2 separate regions of the Rattus norvegicus genome follow, and region 1 is linked to region 2. A link is a contact called in public Hi-C data. All regions are on one chromosome and are shown on one strand. The core of a region is the stretch at or near the end of the contact, and the rest is flanking DNA. Distances in the headings are between cores, read along the strand shown. Region 1 holds the start of Galnt2 (polypeptide N-acetylgalactosaminyltransferase 2). Region 2 has its middle 42 kb from the start of Galnt2.

Region 1 (5,210 bases), core at 2,687-5,186, 42 kb before region 2:
TGTCAGCCTCCAATAAACCCAGCTACTCCTCCTGACCAGGGGTCAGGGAAGAGTGGGGAGCTTGGAGCCCATCCTGACTCAGGAGCAGCTCCAGCACTCTCACCATCATGGACTTTACCCTCACGCACCTGGGCTATCGGGAACCCCATTATGACACCACAGCTGGGTCCAGAACTGGGACATGTGTCCCTAGGATTTGCCCACAAATGGCTCATTAACAGAACCCAAGGTTCGGTGCAAACCTTGAAGGAACCCTGCAGACCTGTCCCTCAGGAGGAACGCAAAAGAAGACCCCAGGACACACAGTTTGCCAGAAACAAGAACCTCACAGGATCCTGGCTCACTCCGTTTTCTGGGGCTAGGGGATTTTTCTCTCCTCTCTTTCTTTCCTTCCTTCTTCCTGTATTAGTTAATAATAACTTACTAACAGTATATGATCCTAAGAAATAAAATAAATAACAAACAAAGTCATGGTATAAGGATGCTACTCTCCCAGTGGTGATGAGAGAACGGAGAGGCAGAGATGAGCAGCAACCGAGGAAAGGTCACTGAGCAAAAGGAAGAAAGCGAGATGTCCTCCGCACCACTGGGGCCACCATGCTATCACTGTCCACTTGCACACCTAACTCAAGGTGGTAATGGTTCCCTCCAAATCAGTCACATGAACGAGTGAACAAGCCACTTCCATGGGAAGCCCTCTACAGGACAACATAGCCCAAGTCCCTTCTCTGCTCTTAGAATCAACCTACTGTTCTCCCAATGAGTGTCCCCACCAAAGGTCCCTCTATAGTGCCCCTCCCAGTGCTTCCTGCCTAACAGCCAAACACCTGCACCTGAGGCCCAGAGTGGGATGCAGCAGAGGTGCCAGCTCCCAGGAAGAGCCGTACCTCGGGGGCTGGGGATTTAGCTCAGCGGTAGAGCGCTTGCCTAGGAAGCGCAAGGCCCTGGGTTCGGTCCCCAGCTCCGAAAAAGAGCCGTACCTCAAGCTCTTAGGCGGTCCATGAAGGGGCCGTGCGGTCTCTCAGCTGAGCTCACTGCTCTCAGACTGGGAACCCTTCCTGTTGCTACACTTCAGCCAGAGGCAGCTTCCTTTCAACAGAAATCCCTTCCCTCCTATGCAGCTCCATCCACTGCCAGCATACCAGGGCCCCAGGGAAACTTAACATGATTAAAATTTTAAAGCATTTAAGATGCTCAAAGGAAAGGCATTCTTGAAGTGCAAATCATCAGTTTAGGGAGGCAAGAGTAAATATGGCAAGGGGAGATACCTAGACAAATGAAATGCAATTTTAAACATTATGCATAAATTGCTCCAATGTGGGGTCTCAGCCCCTCGGAATCACAGCATCATCGAGTCCCGGCTTTCCAGCAAATGCTGACAGTTGGTTTTCAGCTCCTTAGTTCATTCAGTCTGTAGTCTGAGGTGAGCTGACTTCCTGGGTTTTGCTAAATGGAGAACAGCAGTTCTGAACAGCAGTTCTCAGAGCTGTTGTTTAGCAGGCTGGCCTCTCTGCTGAAGCAGCAAAAATCCTAACAGGGTGCCCTCAGACAATCCCCAAAGCACAATCCTGGAGCCTGGGGCCCCTGGGGAATAAAACAGCAGAGCATGAAGAACTAACTAAAGACAGAAGAAGAGTCCGTGCGATCAGTACCGACCGTGAGAAGGAATGCCCGTCTACTTACCGCTAGAGAATCCACACGCTTTCAGTCTTGACGCATGCCTTATCCTTACACTCAGGTTGTACCCACTAAAGGAATCCCATATTTTCTCTCTTATCAAGAGGATGAACTGAATGTGGGGAGCCTTCCAGGGTTCAAACCCACTAAGGGATTCAAGACGGCACTCCACGGTTTGGGGGCATCCTCAGCTTCTCTCAGGATCCACCTTGCTACATCAATGGGACCACTACTGAAATGTCAAAATCTACTGCGGTTTACACACCACTTCCTTGCCCAGCAGATCACTGAACCGTGATACTCGGAGCCAGGACTACAGTCTATGGCTCACTGACAGCAGAACTCCAGGTCCTCATAGTCTCTATCAGATCACAAAGAGGTCTCAGGCATTCTTCAAACCTAAAGCTTAGACCTCAGAGGAATCCAGAGGACTTTAATGGGGAGACCAGCCAACTGCTTGCCAACAGACACCCCCAGAGGTAGGGTGACGACATCTTTGGGATTCTGATGCCACAGGTACCTCTCCACAAACCCATGCCGGTCCCGGGCTTCCTGGGTTTGCTTTTTCTTTGTGTGGATGAGAAAAAGCACTGTCAGCAGCCAGGCTATTCCCAAGATGAGGGAAGTCTCCTGGGGATGCAAAGTTGGTACAGACCACACTTGCTCAGAGTCACGATGGTTCTCAAAAAACCGGCCGCTGCCACCAGGCACACTAGACTTAAAAACTAACAGGGGCTCCCAACACACCAACCATTCAGAAAGCAGGGCTGAGAGTCTGTCAACTCCACACAAGCCAAGCACAGGGAAACACTGTTTCCACTTTCGCTACTGAAAATAAAAAATGAAGCATGCACTTCTTCCAGAGCCAAAAAGACACTTCCACCTCCCTCCCTCCGTAACTGTGGCTAGGAATAACTTGAAGATGCCAGAGAAAAGGGGAGTCAGCCATGTGCCTTTGACATTGGCCGGCTAACTAGGGGTAAAGTCGGCTCATGGACGATCATCCTACTCAAGACCCTACCCTCTGGCTCCCTCGGCCGTGGTCTATTTCCATTCTTTTCTGGTCATGTAGTGTTACTCAAAACCAAGTGAGGAGGGCTACAAATTTTTGGGAAAGATAACTACATTTTGAAGCGTAAAACATTACAAACCCCTTCCGGAGAGAATCCTAGAGCAGACACCACCAACCAAGGCAAGGACCTCACACAGCCGAGACGACTGCCGAATCAGAACCTGTAAGTTCTAAGCGACCCGAGGTTCCCACGGCCTCACCACAGAACCCATCAGACACAACACACCGAGGAGGGACTTAGGGCTAGGAAATGCAAGCGCAAAAGGGTAGGCAGTTCCCGCCGCCATGAGGGGCCAAGGGCCGAGGTGGGCAGTGTAATAAGTAGGAGGGGAGGTCTGGCAGGACGACAGTCCGTCCTCACTGCCCGGGTGCAGGATGAGGAGCATCAGGCAGAATCATGCCTCTGGTCGCTGGAGCACCACAGTTCCAGCCCGACCGAGATCCCCAAGATCTGGGCGCAAGACGCGAGGATCGCGGGTCCCAGTTGGGGGGAATGTGGCTCGGGGAGCACCGGGTCTCGGGTGACAATGATCCCCAAGATCCCGGAGCAGGGAGTGTGGCTCTGGGGCGAGCTGGGCGGAGTGCAGAGCAGGGGGTAGGGAGTCCGGCGGAAGGGTTGTCCCAGCGATCCCGGCACAGGGAGTGGAGCACAGTGTCGCCAGCGCGATAACAGCCCCCAAGATCCTGGCGCAGGGCGGTACCTGGCTCCCGGTGCCCGCGCCCCGCGTGCGGGAGGCAAGTCGCTGCACCCAGAGCCCCGGGTGAGCGGGGCAGGGCCGGGGCTCGCGCCTCTGGCCTGAGGGCCCGGAGAAAACTTGAGGCGCGCGTCCGGGCCAGGGTCCCCGCGGGTGCTGCCCGGAGCCGGGGAGCACTCTCCGTGCACGGCGCCTCCCCGCTGCAGGCCCGGGTCGGCGCACAGGCCTCGCGGCACTCACCTTCCTGCCGGCGCCGCCCCCGCCCGCGGCCAGCGCGGAGCCGCCCCCCGAGTACATGTAGTAGGCGATGCCCAGCACCCAGAGCAGCGCGAAGCACAGCAGCATCCGCGAGCGCCGCCGCATCCTCGCTCTGGGCGGCCGCCGGGCAGCCTGGCGGCGCGGCGGGCGGAGCGCGCGGCGGGCGGAGCTCGGGGCGGCGGCGCGGGAAGACGCGGCGCTCGGCGGGCGGCGCTCGGCGCTCGGCGCCCGGCAGGAAGCGGCGGCCCGGCGGCGGGGTCAGGGAGCAAAGGGCGACCAATCGACGCTTAGGGGCGGGCGCGGGGGCGGGGCCGAGTCTCCATGGCAGCGGCTCCCCGCCCACTGCGCGCCCCCGGGAGTGGCAGGTGGAGACCGCGGGAGCGTGCGCGCGGTTCCCCAAAGACCCGGAATGGTCCAGTCTGCAGAGGTCGCCCTGGCTCACCGTCCATGTCATTTACTATTTGGGCAATAGTGGGTTCTTGGGTTTTTATTTTTATTTTCGCTTTTTATTTTTAATACAAGGTCTCATTCTATAACCCAGTCTGGCCTCGAACTCACCATCCAGCCCAAGCTGACCTCAAACTCTCAGCACTCCTTTTGCATCAGAGTCTTGAGTCGTGGGATGATGGGCACGCACTGCCCTGCTATCTGAACAAGACTAAGACAGGGAAGGTAGATTTCAAGGAACTTGTGAGGATGACGGTGCCTGCTCTTAAGAGCAAAATGGTGATGGTTTAAAATAAACATGAAAAAGAGGGGAGAATGATGGTAATTTATGTTTTTAAATCTGTTCATGTTCTATTGGTTGCTTTCTTGAAGGAATGAGGTGAGCAGAGTAACCCACTTCATAGAGCAGGCAGTGAGTTCTCTGACAGCAGCTCTGGTGACTGTAACCTTGTCCGTGCCCTTGTGACTCTTTAAGTTCCTGTGTCTGGAAAAGAATTTCCAGTACTTGAGAGCCTGCAAATATTTCTCAGATCTGCACAGACTGCAAGAGGAACGGACTCCCAGGGCGGTAGTCTGCCCAATTCTGAACAAAGGGCACAGCAAGCCTTTGGCTACTAGGATTTTGAGCCTCACCTGAACTTCGGACTTCTCAGAAGTGAGGAGGAAGAGCCACTCAGTCCCACCAGATACCCGATTCCTGCAGATGCCCTTCAGAGAAGACAGGCTTGTCACATTATAAGTACTAGAATCTAAACACTGTACTGACCAGAGAAGAGATTTGTAAAATAGTGAAGAGATGACAGGTTTGAAAACGCCCAGACTCTGGAGGAAAGTCAGATAAGTGGGAACAATCGTTGCCCCTCAGAAGCCTGGTAGTGAAGGGAGTGAAGAGGAAGCAGGACAAACCCAAAGAACATGAAAGAGAAGAGCGGCCCCTCCCCCAGCATCATCTGTTGAAAACTAAAACTGCAGAGGACAGAAGAGAAAGTCCCCACACAGAGCCCTGCCCCTAAATGCTTCCTATCTGAGAAGTCAAGGCTAGCAAAACTGCTTCTGCAAAA
Region 2 (5,051 bases), core at 680-3,179:
AAAATGAGCCAATGTAGGCAAGACTGTATTTTCACTACAAACCGTACCTCCCTAGGCAAACCAACGTGGATACTATGAAACACAGAAGCCAAAGCTGTGTTGCTGTCCAGTGAGAGCTTGAGTCATCCCTGGGACTCAAGCCTCTGCAGAGCAGAACTCTGAGGCCAGAGGGCCGCCCATTAGTCTTGACAGTCTGCGCTGCATAGAGCACCCCCTGGACGCAGGCCTCTGTCGCCTTCTATCTAATCCACAACCCAGAGCTTCCAAAGAAAACAACGGCAGGACCCTGGGATAAACAGCAGTGATTTACTAATGCTAGGCAAACATTGGGAAGGGGACCAAAAATAGCATTGGCCATTGCTCATCTGTCAAGAGGAAAAACAGCTTCTCGAGTGGCTCATCAGGCGTTGAGTGGTTGAAAGCGCTGTTAACTCTTCCAAACCATCTCTCTGAGGGCTCTAGGGGCGCCTGACAGCAGAGGTGGACATGAGCCACGTGTTACCTGAGCTGGGGTAGGGGAGACTTAGGTTTGAAACAGGCTTCGTTATGAATCGTATATTGTTACCATGAAGCTAGCTAGGGCTAGCCTTTGGTCAGTGCACGGAGGCAAGGGCTAGCCCTCAGTAGGGCTGCCCATTTTTATCGGTCACTTTCCTTGTCGCTATGATCGAACATCTGAAGAAGGTAACTTGAGGAAGGAAGGTTCTAGTCTGGCTCCCAGTTTAGGAGGCCACAGTCAATCACAGTGGGGAAGGCATGGCGGCAGGGGCTTGAGGAGTTCGGTTCCACTGCATCAGGAAGCAGAAAAACCGATGCTCACCCTTACAGTCAAGTCCATGGGTAGTTACCATGGTGATAGTTACCATGGTGATCCCAAAACCTGTGAAACTGACAGCGAATATTAACCCCTACACGGTCTGTTAGCTGGGAATCAGCAAAACCCAGTTCTCAGCCCCACCAGGCAGCATCACAGAGGAGGACTAGCATCCAAATGAGGAAGCTGAGCCTCAGATCGCTTGCCTAGGACACAGGCTTCTCCAGGATCTGTGCATCAGCTGACTACAGATCCTGGCAGGTGATGGGTGGATTGGCACATCTATAAAGCCCCAGGATGCTGAGCACGGTGGCTCAGGTCTGTAATCCTAGCACTCCAGAAGCTGATGCAGGAGGTTTGTGAGTTTGAAATCAGTCTGTCCTTAAAGGGGGGGGGGGGAGCTGGGCAGTGCTGGCATACACCCTTTAATCCCAGCACTTGGGAGGCAGAGGCCAGCAGATCTCTGAGTTCGAGGCCACCCCAGTCTACAGAATGAGGTCCAGGACAGACAGCCAGAGCTGCACAGAGGAACCTTGTTGAGGGGAAGAGGGAGGAAAGGATTATTTATACACGTACTATCTCCTTATAATCATGTTGCTCCCACTTCACTCTCGATAAATAATTCACCACGGGTCTGATGAATATATGCTGTCAAAAGGTGGGATGCAAGGCAGCAGACACCCTACCTACAGGGAGTAAGGCATTTACTTCTGCGAGGATCGTGACAGGGTCTGTGTGGGTGGACTGCCACCAGGATCCCACTGTCCACAGCTTCTCTCATTTTTGGCAGTGACATTTCAGACACCGTGTGGAAGGCAGATATTTCTGGAGGAGGCTTGACCATTGTGCTTGACCTTTTAGGAGAAAAGTAAGAAATCAGGAGCTAGAGAGAGGAGAAATTCTTCAGGCTCGGTGCCCCCCCCCCCCCCCCCCCCCCGCGCCTGCCTGCCGAGGGCAGCTTGGAGAATGACACAAGAGCGCGGCTCCAAGCGCAGAGATTTAGTACAAATTCACTATTTCCTCCCTCGGCTTCCGGTTCGGTTAGTCATGGGGAGGTCTGAATTTTCCTTTCCCAGAATCCTGGCCCAGAGCTTGCCTTGGCATCTCATCACAGCTCCCTCTGAGAAGCCTCTTGTGTTTCTGTGAGGCTGAGCTCTGGAAAATGGCTCCAGCCCAAAGTGACTCAGGGCTCCTGGGACAACTGGTGAAGATTAGCGATTTCCCAGCTGCAGACGAGAGGCGGGGTCCAGGGGTCCAGACCTGGTCCAGGCGGCTCCAGCTCTCACACCTGAGGTTGGATGAGGGAGATCACGAGGGAAAACAGAGCTCGGAACCATCCCTGGCTCCCAGCCATTCAGCTGCTCAGGCTCTGAGGGAACCCCGTGGATGAGCAACAGGGCTTAGGAGTGCTTCCTCCACAAGATGGCTGCGTCCGCGGATGAGTCTGCAGAAAAGCCACTAGACCCAAGGCGAGGGGGCCATGCTTGGCTGGACCCAGCTCCCCAAGGCCTCACTCCTGCAGACCTAGGGGGACTTGACCCATACATTACCTCCTTCTTTGCTCTGAGAAGAGGCAACATCAAGAAGCCCAGAAGATCTCCACAGGACTTGTGGGCACTGAGATGTGGCTCTATCTTTCACACGGACCAGCACCATCTACATTCCATCCATGTGGTATTTGGGGTTCTGGCTGTTCCTGATTTTTGAGCTAGTCTTATGTGGTCCCAGACTCACTATGACACTAAGGATGACCCTGAACTGCTGGCCTTCCCGCTTGTACCCCCCCAGTGCTTGGTTAACGAGCATGCGCCCCCACTTATGGTTCATCCACTTATTCTTGAACAGCTTGTCATAAAAACACCATGCTGGGCCTTGTGCCAGCCCCCCACTGTATATTACTCCATTTTTTCCTCTGAGCAGCCCGAGAGAGGCTTGTCAGAAGGCCAGCGTTGCCCTTCCATCTGCTGAAGGAGTGAGGGAGAGACTAAGGCACATGGGATCCCCTTCTGAAGGGCGTGGCTAGGACCGGACCAGAGTAGCCAGCCCTACACCTGGGCCCTCTGTGCCACCTCACTGTGGTACCCTATCCTCCAGACTCGCCTTCCCCCTGGACAGCTACTGTAGGCAACGGCAGCTGTGTCTCTTCCTGAGACCCTGTGTGCATTTGCTCTGCTCTGGGCGTCTGGGGCTTCATGTGTTGCCATCTAACCCCTCCCAACGCCCCCACCCCCACCCTCACCCCCATGAGGTAGAGATTCCATCTGGGAGCTGATCAGGGCAAAAGGCTTCCTGGTTGGGCAGCTCAACTGAATCTGAGTGGCCCAGCGGAGGGAGCAAGACCCAGGCATACGCCTTAGTCCTTCTTGTCTCCTACCCTGTGACACCCTGCCATGTCTCGGGGATTCTGCCATCAAAACGCCATCTCCACATTCAGCCCCTCAACTCTGACCCCTAGAAGCATGCACACAGTGAACACGTTTTCTTTATGGCTCTCCTGCTCTGAGACAATATTACTGGCAACAGACAAACCACAGACACAGAAAACAGACAAACATAGCACTTATAAATATTCCTACGTGTACAGATCGTGTGCTGCCTACAATATCAATCTATAGTCTTTCTTTAGATAAATAGCATTCGTGCTTTCTTGCATCACGCATAGAAACATTCGTTCCACAGACACTCATGTGCAGCTAAGTTTCTTTTTTTATTTACTTTTAAATTTTGTGTGTGTGTGTGTGTGTGTATTTGTGTATGCTCACACATGCAACATGTATGTATGACATACAGACGTGTGGACAGCAGAGGACAGCTTGTGGAAGTCAGTTCTCGCCTTCTACCACATGGGTCCTGGGAACTGAACTCAGATCACGAGGCTCAGTAGCATCCTCATCTGCCGAGTGTCTCACTGGCCCTGCCATTAAATGGCTGCCTAGCGCATCCCATCCTAAAAGCCAGCTGGGGAATTGTCCTTCCGACATGAGATTGGGCTGCTCCCACTGCTTCGCATTTGAGTTACGTTGCAGCCTAACACTGAAGCAACTGTCCTCTCAGATGTAACTCTTTCACAGTGAGGGTGGTGACAGGCAGGGAGGCCACCTCATCGGGATTCGCAGTCTGGTCCCTAAAACTTTCCCCGTGTTGTGCTATGGGGCAGGAAAGACCCTGGAGGTGGAACCAGAGCTAAGATTATTGCAGGCTATCCGGATGTGACCGGTGGAGCCCGGGCTACGACCTGGGTGGTGATGCCCCTCACCTTCGTATTGATGAGCCTCTCCCTGGCGATTGGATTGAAGTGTAGATTATGAAAGCGGAGCCCCCATGAAAGAGATCGGTGCTGGTGTGACTGCGCTCTGTAATTCTGGCACTCCGGTGGCTGAGGCAGGAGGATTGCTTTGAATTTGAGGCTCTCCTGAGTTACATGGTGAGTTTCAGGCCAGCCTGGGTTATAGGGTGAGATCTCCAAAAAATGGAGGAAGGAAGGGAAGGAGGGAGAGAGGGAGGGAGGGAGGATTGTTCTAGGAAGTAGGGCTCTGACCTTGGGCCCATCTGACTGAGAACAGAAGCCCAGTTCCAGGAAAGGGTTTGTCCTTCATGCAGCTAGACCAGGACCAGGAAGCAGATGGAAGATGAGGAGGTCAAAGTGCACGAGGGACCTAAAGAGAAGCTGGCACAAGGCAGGAAGGAAGGGCCCAGTGTGCCGCTACCGCTACGCTGTTCCAGTAGAGCAGCTCCAGGCCGGTCTCCAGGCTGCGCAGGCAGCCGCTTTAGTTGAGGAGCCCCACAGGTGCATGAGATGGAGACACGGACTGCACTGGCTCTGACTTTACCCTGAGCTCTAGGGTAAAGCCATGAGGGTCTGTACAGAGCTAAGGTCGGAGGGAGAGAGTGCCTGGTGGAGGATCCGGGCAGCACAGAGCCTGTGTGCCGGCCGGCTCTGTCGCGTGTGTCCTCCAAGTCCCGCTTCCTGACGACACCGTTCTCACAGCCTCACTTTAGGCATCATAAAAATGGGAATAAAATTATGGGCATCTAAGGCCGAGGAACACACACGCATGCGTGTACATGTGTGCTTACACTTCCATGTGTGCCTCAGACTTATTCGTAACCTGCGTTCACGTGTGCCCACACATGCGTGCATGGACGCACATTTGCAGCACACACAGGTTTCCACTGTAATCCTTCACTCAGAGGAGGGTGTTCTAAATCATGACCGTTGCTGTAATTTCAGGACTGA

The links. Hi-C and Micro-C count contacts between places; a contact is called where the count stands out from the background.
Region 1: a Hi-C map of Schwann cells shows a contact between it and region 2, with 1.8 times the contacts expected there. The contact joins the promoter of Galnt2 here to the enhancer-like site in region 2. A contact is called at or near these places in 2 of 12 Hi-C or Micro-C datasets (the A7r5 cell line and Schwann cells).

Annotation. Positions count from the first base shown.
Region 1 is chr19:69,109,383-69,114,592 of GRCr8, reverse strand. It overlaps Galnt2 (polypeptide N-acetylgalactosaminyltransferase 2), which reads right to left and starts at 3,936. Exons shown (of 16, transcript NM_001106196.2): 1 at 3,685-3,936. The coding sequence starts at 3,807.
Region 2 is chr19:69,065,874-69,070,924 of GRCr8, reverse strand. No RefSeq gene overlaps it. Among named protein-coding and RNA genes, the nearest start is that of Galnt2, 42 kb to the left of the region's middle. Within about 2 kb of position 1,929, at least 64 of the 93 cell types and tissues checked have an H3K27ac peak or open chromatin away from gene starts, as enhancers often do. A contact at or near this core is called in the A7r5 cell line and Schwann cells, where this site is marked.